Linked DNA regions of Danio rerio: region 1 is linked to region 2. The links are chromatin contacts, called in public Micro-C maps. All regions are on one chromosome and are shown on one strand. The core of a region is the stretch at or near the end of the contact, and the rest is flanking DNA. Distances in the headings are between cores, read along the strand shown.

What was found. A called contact is a pair of places that touch in the nucleus more often than the background predicts.
Region 1: a contact with region 2 is called in a Micro-C map of caudal fin, with 8 times the contacts expected there. The contact joins the promoter of pfn2b here to the promoter of rnf13 in region 2. A contact is called at or near these places in 1 of 18 Hi-C or Micro-C datasets (caudal fin) and 2 of 4 datasets of contacts at active chromatin or transcription factors (caudal fin and gastrula embryo).

The regions. Positions count from the first base shown.
Region 1 is chr22:37,208,154-37,215,029 of GRCz12tu, forward strand. pfn2b (profilin 2b) reads right to left here and starts at 2,632. Exons shown (of 3, transcript NM_201336.1): 1 at 2,373-2,632. The coding sequence starts at 2,504.
Region 2 is chr22:37,141,315-37,147,631 of GRCz12tu, forward strand. rnf13 (ring finger protein 13) reads left to right here and starts at 3,624. Exons shown (of 10, transcript NM_201044.1): 1 at 3,624-3,747. It also overlaps a transcript of srfa not described here.

The DNA.
Region 1 (6,876 bases), core at 1,382-3,881, 66 kb after region 2:
AACGTGCTCAGTAGCGCTCAAATGCTAGCGGGAAATGGGACATTTTTAAAATGTCAGTATTGACTGGTACCAAATTCCAGTATTGTGCAACCCTAATACAAAAAAAGTGTAACGTTTCAAGCAGACCGCCTGTTCATCAGCTAGTTTGGCTTTTCAAATTTAATAAATTAGCACTGGTGTTGCCGACTTTAAATATAGATTTTGGCATTCATTTTTGGCTGAGCACCTATTTAAAGTGATGTGCATGCTCTTGTGCATTTTCGTAGCCAAGTTAATTATGATATTGTATAAAAGCTTCAGCAATTCGATCAAGAAGAACATTTGACAGTCATCAGCCTAATCTTACTAATTTTCCACCCAGTATGATTTAGGAGAGTGGAGTTTGTATTTTGATAAATGCAAGAAAACACACAAAACCAAAGCAACGGTGATATCTAGAATTTATTTTTCTCTTAGATAAACTATCTCTTTACCCGTTATAGGTATGGGACGGTAAGGTATAACTCGGTTTGGAAAAAGCCAAGGTTTTAAAGCCACCAAATATTCTGCTATACTGTTCCTAAGGTATTTGTACCTTAAAAGTTTTTTTTTTTTTAGTACAACAGTACCTCCAGCAGAAAAGATTTCCAAAGATGCCGTTTTGTAAGATAAAGAAATCGGTATTTTAAAAACTAAAGATGACATCAGAAGTTGCTGATTCATTTGAATAATTTAGCCTGACATGTTTACTGCACTAAAACATTATAAAGGTTTCTCAAAATAAAATATTTTCTGTTCAAAGGGGGAAAGGAAACTGTGATATTTTTTAATCAAGGTTATCACACCGTCAGAATCTTATACAAGCCCATCTCTAACGGTTACCAAATCTGATGTTTACATAATTCACCAACCCCACAAGCAAAACAGCTATTAAGAGCTGCCTATTAAATAGGAGCAATTAAAAAAAAAAATTTACAAGGTTAGACATTTTTAAATAGTAATTTTCCCCATTGAGGGAGTTGGTTTTATTTATATATATTTATATATATATATATATATATATATATTTATATATATATATATATATATATATATATATATATATATATATATATATATATATATATATATATATATATATATATATATATATATATATATACACACAAATTTTTATTTTTCCCCCACATTCAGTGACAAGCTACTAATATTGTTTACCATGCTACTTTGAATATTCTGTCTGAAAACCACAGGCAAGTATGACTCTAAAACAACATCAGTCCTATTTATTTGACTGAAAAATGTTGTGCTTTGAAAGTCTTTGGCTGCTAATATGATTTCACCATTTAATATTTGCAAAGATTTTTTTCTAACTAAATTATTAAGGAGAAAGTCCGAAATTGTGAATATATAAACTTAACTTCACCTAAAGTAAAACTCAAACAGGGTAAATATTAAGGCGAACAAAAGAAAATTGAAGAAAATAGGAATTTTGTAGCCACTGATTTAAAGTATTTTCCTCTACTATGGCCATCGATGAAATCACATTTTTCAAACATCTTGAGGACAATTCAGGAAGGTTTGAAAAAACGTGAGGGCGCGTAAATTGATTTTTTTATTGCAGAGCTTCCCCTTTAACACCCATTTATGGAGCGCCATCTTGGACAACAGGAAGAGAGCTGGAGCGGCATGTTTTCCGTATTCTAGAATGATCTTACGCACATTCCGCGGGTGAATGACGCGCACGTTCCCGCGTACAAGTGCATGTGCGTAAACTGGTGATTTTCAGATATGACCGGTTGATAAAAATCGGCATTTTACAACAATTCATCCGTTTATTTTTGACTGAAAACACATTTCCTTTCAAACATTGTAAAATATTTAACGTCTCCAAGACGTTCAACGCTTGATATTCAAGCGCATGAATCTGTAATCGACTACAAAGAGCTAACCTTGACGATCTGGCATAGTACATAACATAAAGAAAAGAATATTCAGATTGAAATCATAATAATGACTTAATGTAGTGTAGTCAGCAATATGTATGCCGAGGGCCTGGTTTTTTAATAAAGAGGCTGACAGGTTGATCGAAACGCTGGACGTGTGCCTATAACCTAAAAAGCTGATTACGAATACTGCTTATAAGAGCAGTAGCATCATTTTAGCGCGTTTATAACCAATATTCCCGCGCTATGAAATAACATGCGGTTTAAAATTTTTAATTAAACGACATTTTTCTTTTTGTCCGTTGGTTTCAAACAGACACCAGTACTGAGGCGCATTATAGTCCGCGCCTATGCGCTGTCTACTTAGGCAGCTTACTAGTTACTGAAACACATCCACAGGCTAAACACACCTAAAACACAAGGAGTGAATTAAAAACACTTAATTACCGTGATGTTTGCGAATGTTCCCCCTTCCTGCGCTCCCCAAACGTATTTAGCCTCCGCGGTGCACCCAACAATGGCGGCGTCCTGGCACGATCCGTCCGACATCAGGTTTTCCACGTAGCTTGCCCACGACATGTTTGCCTTCTTCTCAAACGCACACCGGTTGACTTGCAACTTAAAGACGACGATGCGGACAGCCTGGTGCCGTTTCGGTTTAAGCTCGCAGGATATCTGAACGTCCCACACGCCCCCCTTCTCTAATGTGAGTTTGAGCGGTAAAGAAAGAGTCCCGGTTGCTCCACAGGGTGTAGTCCCTCAAATATCCCTCCGCGCACGCGTGCTCAGGCTGCGGCCCATTAGCACAAAGCGAGCGCGCGGATTAATACGCCCTCTGATTGGATGGATAATGCTGGGGTGTTCACCAGGCAGGTTATTCATCAGAAAGTTAGCTAAATATGTAGAACAGCTGGACACGGTGTATATATGTTTTAATTCTAGAGACTACTAATTAAAACGACACACTTATAGCGATATGTTATTGTTATTCACATCATTTAGAGTATTTAAAACAATTCTAGTTTGGTCACATGCTTAAAAACTAAGAGCTTTTAACGCCTTTATCAAGAAACGGCCTCCATTTTGTTCACTGTGGACTGTAAACAAACCCATGGATTTGCGTATCGACCTTTTCATCCCCAGTTAGTTAATTTCCTCCAGATAAAATAAATATGTAAACTACAAAACTTAGCTAATTCGGCCCTCGATTTATTTTAGTTTCTACACTTAAAGTCAGTCACATTTTGTTGTGGAATTAGGAAATGTTTGCTATTGCAACAAAGCCAGAGATAAAGTGGTCAGGTGAAGAGTTGACATGGACAAACTGCTTCATAAACAACTCACTAACTTTATATCAAATATGATAGTGAACAGTTGAAATATCAAACAATGAAAGAGAATAAAACGTGATAAATTTGTAATTTTATTTGACAACAACGCCAAGTTTTGCACTGTTAATTAGCCTCTGACGAACTCTTGTGGACAAATTGTGTAACAACAAATTTTGACTATCTATCTATCTATCTATCTATCTATCTATCTATCTATCTATCTATCTATCTATCTATCTATCTATCTATCTATTTATCTATCTATCTGTTTGGGCATGAATCTATAATTCTACAGAAACATCATTTGGTATAGCAAAATGTTTGAAAATGGCTTTCTTTTACTAACATTTAAACTTAGACCACATTATTCAATTTTCATCAAACACTAATATCAGAAAAAGAATAGTGAAACGTGAAAAAATTGTAATTTTATGACAACAACGAGGTTTGCACTAGCCTCTGACGGACTCTTGTGGACAAATTGTGTAACAACAAATTTTGACTATCTATCTATCTATCTATCTATCTATCTATCTATCTATCTATCTATCTATCTATCTATCTATCTATCTATCTATCTATCTATCTATCTGTCTGTCTGTCTGTCTGTCTGTCTGTCTGTCTGTCTGTCTGTCTGTCTGTCTGTCTGTCTGTCTGTCCATTAATCTACAGTGCTCAGCATATAGCCTAACATAATAATAATATAACAAAATAACTTATGATAACGTTACAGAAACTAGTACACCCAAATATGTATGTTAGGGGAAAATCTTAAATTAAAAAAAAAAAAAAGGAAAAAAAGGAAAAATCAAAAAAAGCAAAGAAGAGATAAAATTTAGTTGAAATTTTGTAGTTTGTATTTTTTTTTTTTTGCAATATTTTTGCATGAAATGTATAGTATCTCTGCATCATTTGTTCCATCCATCCATCAACCCATTTGAAGACTTAAAATATGCAGTAGCCTTGAAAGAAACATTCATTCATTTTGTTTTCAGCTTAGTCCCTTTATTAATCCGGGGTCGCCACATTGGGATGAACCGCCAACTTATCCAGCATATTTTTATGCAGCAGATGCCCTTCCAGCCGCAACCCATCTCTGGAAAACATTCACACACACACACACACACACACTCACACTACGGACAATTTAGCCTACCCAATTCCCCTGTACCGCATGTCTTTGGACTGTGGGGGAAACCGGAGCACACAGAGGAAACCCTCGCAAACGCAGGGAGAACAAGCAAACTCCACACAGAAACGCCAACTGAGCCAGCCGAGGCACGAACCAACGACCGACCTTATTGCTGTAAGGTGACAGCACTACCTACTGTCAAACTGCGTCACCTGAAAAAAATATATAAACATGAACTAATATTTACAAAACTTTGAGTAAGCAGAACTCGTCACTCCCATTAACCAAACAGGACTTTTTCTGAAGAAAGAAAATTGTGATTTAAGCAGATCAACCAATTGTAGGCCTTTAAGACATTTAGTTTTTCCTTTTAGTTTCCTAAGCACATAATTTTGCTCATCTGCTGCTTTGGCGATCTCTTGTGGATTTATAAGGGACATGAAATTGTTTAGTTGTTGATATTTTGTGATATGTGATTGAATGTTTAGCTATTGTTTTTAGAATTGCATTTGTGTTTATCTCACCATGCACGTTGACTGATTTGACGTTTTATCAGGATTTCTGTAGAACATAACAGACTAGTTATAGTTATGAAAAGTTTTGTTTTGTTACATGCTTCTACTTTTTAAAGGGTTTTGAAATAATGTTCTAAAAATTACAATATGTTCTGTATTGGTTATTTATAGGTTATTTTAATAGTTGCGTTAAAAAATGAATATTTTTCTAATTTTCATACTTGGTTCTTACACCAAATACACCAAATGGGAAACGTTATCAGAAAACTCTGCTATTTTGGTGTCTATATCAAATTAAATACAAGTAATTTTATAAAAATAAATGCAGGTGACTGCTTTGATGATTAAACAAATATGTAAAAATAAAATGTCAAAATATGGGAACAATAATTTTAAACAGGTTTAGTTTTAGTTGAGCTTACCTTTAAAAATGAAGTAAACCTATTACTTTTAAAGCGATTATTTGACTTTACTTAAAGAAAAGTGAGTAAACCTGCTGTTATTGAAGCGATTGATTGACTTTACTTAAAGGAAAGTGAGTAAATCTGCTTCTTTTAAAGCGATTAGTTGATTTTACTTAAAGAAAAGTGAGTAAATCTGCTGCTTTTAAAGCGATTAGTTGATTTTACTTAAAGAAAAGGGAGTAAACCTGATGCTTTAAAAGCAATTAGTTGGCTTTACTTAAAGAAAAGTGAGTAAACCTGTTGCTTTTAAAGCGATTAGTTGACTTTATTTAAAGAAAAGTGAGTAAACCTGTTGCTTTTAAAGCGATTTGTTGACTTTATTTAAAGAAGAGAGAGTAAACCTGCTGCTTTTAAAGCGATTAGTTGACTTTATTTAAAGAAAAGAGAGTAAACCTGTTGCTTTTAAAGCGATTAGTTGACTTTATTTAAAGAAAAATGAGTAAACCTGCTGTTTTTTAAGCGATTAGTTGACTTTACTTAAAGAAAAGTGAGTAAACCTGTTGCTTTTAAAGCGATTAGTTGACTTTATTTAAAGAAAAATTAGTAAACCTGCTGTTTTTTAAGCGATTAGTTGACTTTACTTAAAGAAATGTGAGTAAACCTGCTGCTTTTAAAGCCATTATATAGCTGATTTTCTTTTTTTTATTTTGAGTGTATTATTTATGCAAAAATGCTAATTCTGCCCTGTATTACATAAATGAGAAGAATCAATGTTCATGCTAAATTTTATATTTTTAAATTATTAAAATTTGCTGTCAGATGGATAAATAAAAAACTATAGAAATTATCAAACTTTTATTGTTTTGATGCTTAAATCCTTTTCATCTTTGACCTAAACAGTTTTAGTTATTATAAAAAATATCTGCAAATGGAAAACTTACTCATGGAGAGTTTTACAAAGACTTCATTATGGAAGCATACGAATAAAAATCTTGCACGCATATCTAATGCAACACATAGAAAACTGCAGCCAATGTCAACAATTTTAGGAATGAATTGATTTGTTTCCTTGTTTTAGTTTCATAAATCACATGCAGTATTCTGGTATCCTCATATATGTCGGTTCAATGAACTTTTATGACACTGCAGATCTTGTCAATATAATATTATGTTTGTTTTCTGTGCACGTCAATCTGAGGCGGAGAATCAAGTTGTTATATGACTTGAAATGAACAGCAAAACCCAAAGAAATCCTGCATTTTTTTGTAGGTTTATAAAACTAACCTGCAGCAAAGGAGATTTCTGAGACTCAAAACATATTTCGGCACAACAAAACACTGTAAAAAGAATTAGTTACTTTTAAAAAAAGTGAGGCCTTAAAAGTGACAAGTCGACTTTACTCAAACAAGTGAGCAAACATGTTGCTTTTAAAGCGATTAGTTGACTTTACATCAAAAAGTGAGTAAACATGTTGTTTTAAAAGCGAATAGTTGACTTTACTTAAAGAAAAGTAAGTAAACCTGTTGCTTTTAAAGCGATTAGTTGACTTTACATCAAAAAGTGAGTAAA
Region 2 (6,317 bases), core at 2,374-4,873:
GTAAATTAGTGGCTGTTTCATATCAACTTATAGGATCTTATTTGTGTTTATTACAGTTTGCTGCAAAATTCCATTTGAATGCGATGTTACGAATTTGCTTCAAAATTTTCAAAATGTTAAACTCTTGCATATCGTGAAAGTTTGAATCGTAAGATGTATACTTGCTTTCATGGTTTCAAATGCCAGAAAGTTGCAAGTTTTTTTTCTGTTGTTTAACGGCAAAAAAAAATTACATTTCGAACAATTCTGAAACGTATGTCTTGACGAAAATTGTTCTTATTCTCAATTTCTACAACAATTTGAAAAAATTTTATACTTATTCAATTGGAACAATCTTATTTATTACAGTTTGATCTGATGCCAGGTTACAGCAAAAATGTGCACAAAACTATGTTGCGAATTCACTTTAATTTGCCAAAACATTAAATATTTACGTTCTCATGTGACGAATAGTTGGATCATTGTTTTGTATTGCTTTGTTTTGAGTGAAATATGACCTGGATGCCTCAGTCTTTTTTTAATCGACTGTTATAGTGTGAAATTGTCTAAACACTAGAAGAAAGTGTTGAATGTACCGTACCTTTATTGTACATAACTTGATTTCGTACGTAAGGATCTGTAAGTAGCTCACGCGGCTGCATTTGAAATAAATGAAAACAAAACGTTTGGATATATTCAGTGGACTGTATATTAGTTTTAATGTGAAGCGCCGACATTTGTCAGCGCTTTTTCTTTTACCTTTATCACAGTGTAACGAGTTGTGGTTGAAATGTTTGCTTTATTATTATGTTTTATTATTATGATTATCTTCTACAGTGCCATTTTCTGAAGAATTAGGTTGGTTTTGTTAGATGGTTGGTTTGTTTTTTGTATCACATGCTGGTTTATTCGTTTGATTTTACGACTTAAGTTGACAATACGAAAAAAAATTCAAGTGAAAAACTACTTTAACCACTAAAGCATATTTGTTGTTAAAGAAATGCTGTAATTATGTATAGAGCTTTCTTTTGGAATAAAAGAAAGATTTGAGAATAAATTTACGCCTGTTTGAACTTGTGAATCGTGCATTTTGAAATATTAAAAATTACTTTGAATTGTCAAATTTGTCACTTTACTACACTACACATTCATTACGATGAATAGTTTGCAAATATTCATGATTATAGTTAGCAGAATTTGAAGACTGCATCCAAAAATGCATGACTTTACATTTAGCAATTGTATTCTAACACGCACTACCTGACAAATGTCTTGTCATCGATCTCAGTTGTAAGGTGCTCCTGGATTGGCCTGACCAGTCAGCAGAGATGAACATTAATTAGCATGTCTGGGGTAAGATGGAGGAGGCATGGAAGATGAACACAAAGAATCTTGATGAACTCTGGGAGTCCTGCAGGAACGCTTTCTTTGCCATTCCAGATGACTTTATTAATTGATTTGAGTCATGTCAGAGATGTATGGATGCAGTCCTCCAAGCTCATGATGGAGTCAGACACAATATTCATACTGTCTCCACTGCAGCATGACTTTATATTCTATACTGGATATTATTTCTGTTCAGTGACAAGACTTTAGTCTAAGCAAAGTCAGACCCCACTGTCTAGCCACACCCTAGCAACCACTTACGGCACCCTAGCAACTGTCCCGTAGACTTCCATTATAAAAAAAACTGCCATTGACTTTACATTGGACATACTAACATCCATATTGACAATATACTAATCTATACTCGAAACATACTAACAACATGCTAATTCATAATAGAAACATACTAACAACATACCAATCCATACTAACAACATGCTAATTCATAATAGAAACATACTAACAACATACCAATCCATACTAACAACATGCTAATCCATAACAGAAACATCTTACAAACATACTAACAACATGCTAATCCATAACAGAAACATCTTACAAACATACTAACAACATGCTAATCCATAACAGAAACATCTTACAAACATACTAACAACATGCTAATCCATAACAGAAACATACTAACAACATACCAATCCATACCAACAACATGCTAATCCATAATAAAAACATACTACAAACATACCAACAACATACCAATCCATACCAACAACATGCTAATCCATTATAAAAACTTACTACAAACATACAACATGCTAATCCATAATAAAAACATACTACAAACATACTAACAACATGCTAATCCATAATAGTAACATGCTACAAACATACTAACAACACATCAATCCATACTAACAATATACTAGAAACATACTACAAACATACTAACAACACATCAATCCATACTAACAACTTACTAGAAACTTACTACAAACATACTAACAACACACCAGTCCATATTAACAATATACTAATCTATACTACAAACATACTAACAACATACTAATCCATACTAACAATATACTAGAAACATACTAACAACATACCAATCCATACTAACAATATACTACAAACATACTAACAACACACCAATCCATACTAACAATATACTACAAACATACTAACAACATACCAATCCATACTAACAATATACTACAAACATACTAACAACACACCAATCCATACTAACAATATACTACAAACATACTAACAACATACCAGTCCATACTAACAATATACTACAAACATACTAACAACATACCAATCCATACTAACAATATACTACAAACATACTAACAATATACTACAAACATACTAACAACATACCAATCCATACTAACAATATACTACAAACATACTAACAATATACTACAAACATACTAACAACATACCAATCCATACTAACAATATACTATAAACATACTACAAACATACTAACAACACGCCAATCCATATTAACAATATACTAATCTAAACTAGAAACATACTAACAACATACCAATATAATAACAATATACTACAAACATACTAACAACATACCAATCCATACTAACAATATACTACAAACATACTAACAACATACCAATCCATACTAACAATATACTAATCCATACTAGAAACATACCAATCTATACTACCAGCATACTAATCCATACAACTAACATACTAACAACATACCAATCTATACAAACAATATACTAGAAACATACGAACAACATACCAATCCATACTAACAATATACTAATCCATACTAACAATGTACTAAACCTTACTAACACACACACTAACAATATACCAGTCCATACTAGAAACATCCTAACCCCTATCAACCTCCCAGCAAGAAACATGTTAAAATACATGTAGTTATCTCTCTATGCCAACTGTTTCACACTTCTTGAAAACTACTTCAATGATTTCAACTTTAAAACTAACTCAAACGTTCAGGCTAGGCTTTCTTAAGCCACCATAAGGTTTGTCTACCAACTTTACCATTCATATTAAACACTGATATTGTATATAAGTAGGCCCACATTTCCAACTCTTTTTTACAATTCATCAAAGGGGGGTTTATGTTCAGTAAATCTAAATTTATGTGTGTGAAACTTTCCAACAAATAACTTGTATTTATATGCTCGTTGATAATAATGTCGGTCAATCACGGTGTGTTCAATCCGCGACTGTGCGCTAGAGGGCGCTGTGTGTCGTTCATAAACGTGTGTGCGTGTGTTTGTTGGATCACTGTTGACATTCTGGCCTGCCAAACGATATGAGGTCGCACTAAGCAGTTTGAAGCCTATAATTTCCCTCTACTGTAATGTCATTGGGGGTTTATTATATTCCCGGACATCTTCCAATGTAATGGTAAGTCGCAGATTCTTCCTGCAGGTCTGATTTTTAATCTAGCAGTCGGTGCGTTTGGATGATACTTTACTGCTATGTCGGATTGTGGTCGTTTCCTCCTCCTTTTGTGCATGACATTGCTAATAGTGATATGTTTATGATGTTTTTGCCGTGTATTCGTTGTGTAATGTGCTGTAGATTGAACGCAGGTCGTTTATAGTTACGCTAGAGTACATCCGTTGTGTTTACAGTTAGCTAGCGTTGCTAACATACAATCACAAGCCAGTGTTGATTAGCAAGATTATAACTCATTTCTGGGAGGTTTTAGTTAAAGTTAAGTTAAATTAAAGCATATAAGTCACGAATTGTGTGTATTTTTGCAAGTTTTTTGTAGCTGAGTTTAATTTGTTTGCATTCCGATGCCTGTAACGTTACGTGATGCTGCAGAATAATAGTAATTATAAAAGTTTTGACCTCAGTTGAGAGTTTTAGGCATTAAGATGATTTTTAAAACTATAAAATAGCCGTAATTTTATTTAATTCGTGTTATTAAAGGGTTTGGTAGCTATGACAAACTGTACTTTCTGCAAAAGTCACAACTGATCAAAAACTACATCAACGTAATGCATTTGAGGATATATACAACAGTAGTAAATATAAACAACAATAGATCGCATTAAAAATGATTTTGGCCCTCCTCCCATCAAAACACAAATATTTTTAATCCTTAAAAGTATTTTTTTTTACTTGTACTTACAGTGTAGTTTAAAAATATCATAGATATTATAATTTACTAGAACTTCTATGATGAGCTGCTTTGATAAAATCTACATTGTAAAAGCGCTTGAGAAATACACATGAATTGAATGAGATTAAGTAAATAGTATTTGATAGTGGTGTAACGGATCACTTTATTTTTTTAGCTTGTTTTTGTAGTTTTTTCATTGCTAGATCATCATCATTTGTGAAGAATTATTCAGTGACATATTTTTGATGGCTGATTGTCGCCACCTACTGGTTGAATAACGTAATTGCTGCCTACAACTTTAATATTTGAGCGTCAAGTTAAGTGCATATGATGGTGATTTTAATCTTTACCACAAACATCAGTGGCATTATCGAAACTATAAACTCTTATCCCAGTACTGCTGTGTTATTTGACTGTAAACTGAACGTCTTCACTCTTTCTTGATTTTTGCGTTTTCAGATTTGAATGCAGAGATTAGAAGGATTGATAAATATATGCAAATCACCATCATTTATAATTTATGTTGTGTGGGTGTTGAGATCCCGATCTTTTAATGACTAATTGTGCAGCTTACACTGAATGCATTAATGCAGGCTAAACAAGTAGTGACAGAAAACACCTTTAATAACCTAAGAAACCCACCACATCCCGAATAACCCACCACAACTTCTTCTGTCATCATTAAGTTTTTACAGGAAAGTCCAATAGAGGTAAAGTTGGTTTTATATTCACACATTCGTTCATTTAGAAGTGTCCATATTGTTTACCATGTTATTTTGAATATTCAATCTGAATTAGCATGCAAGTGTGACTTGAAAACAACATTAACACTGTTTATTTGACTTTTAACAATGTTGTACTTTGGTAGTCATTGGCTGCTAATATCATTTCGCTATTTAGAGTTTGCAAATAATACTTTTATGAAATTATATTATTAAGAGGAAAGTTTGAATGTGCGAATATAAAACCAACTTTACCTCTATGAAAGCCTAAATGTTTTCATGCATGTGATTTGAATGACACGAGAGGCGATCTCTCTGCAATCGTTATAAATTTAGGATTCATCTATAAGTAAAAGCAAAAATAAAAAAGTATTAATCCGCGTGTCACGAGTGTTCAGTGAACCGTGGGTTGTGATCCGCATGAATCACGGATCAACCGTAATGCATTACACTCCTAGTATTTATCACCGTTTTTTTTTTTATATCCGAGTCTTAATATTACTGTTTTTGATTAGCGAAAATAGAGTGGAAAGACATCAGAACCCTGATCTCCCTTGAGATTGTTTAGTTTATTAGTTTTGAGTTATTTTAGAAACTTAAGTCTGTGCTAAACATAACTTGAAAACAGTTTTACTAAACGATGTAAATTAGACACCCGTATCAAAAACATGAATTCTGAAAAAGTTGTTTGATAAAACGTTTCTGATGAGTAACTCGATAAAAATGTTCGGGGTGAAAGTCTGTGCAGTTTATTTTTTGTACAACACATAAAAACACAGTTAAAAGTTCTATATGTAAGTTTTTGACTTCTCTAAAGCATAAAAACAGCTTAATATGTTTGCAGATATTTCAGAAACATGCTCAGTGAATGTTCTTTATCTAAAAAACAATGCTGAAGTCAGATTTTCTGCTTTAAAAATGTGCGTTATGTGCTGGAACATCTGTTTTGTTTTGGTAATTTTAACCCGCCCAATGCTGTTTTAATTGTTGCCACCTATTGGCTGAACTTTGTAATTGCTGCAGCCTTCATATAGAGCAGGGGTGGCCAATAGAGATGGCTGACGTGGAACTGATGTTTCGACACAGTGTCGAGATCCCGAAGCGCAAGTGTTTCGAAACAC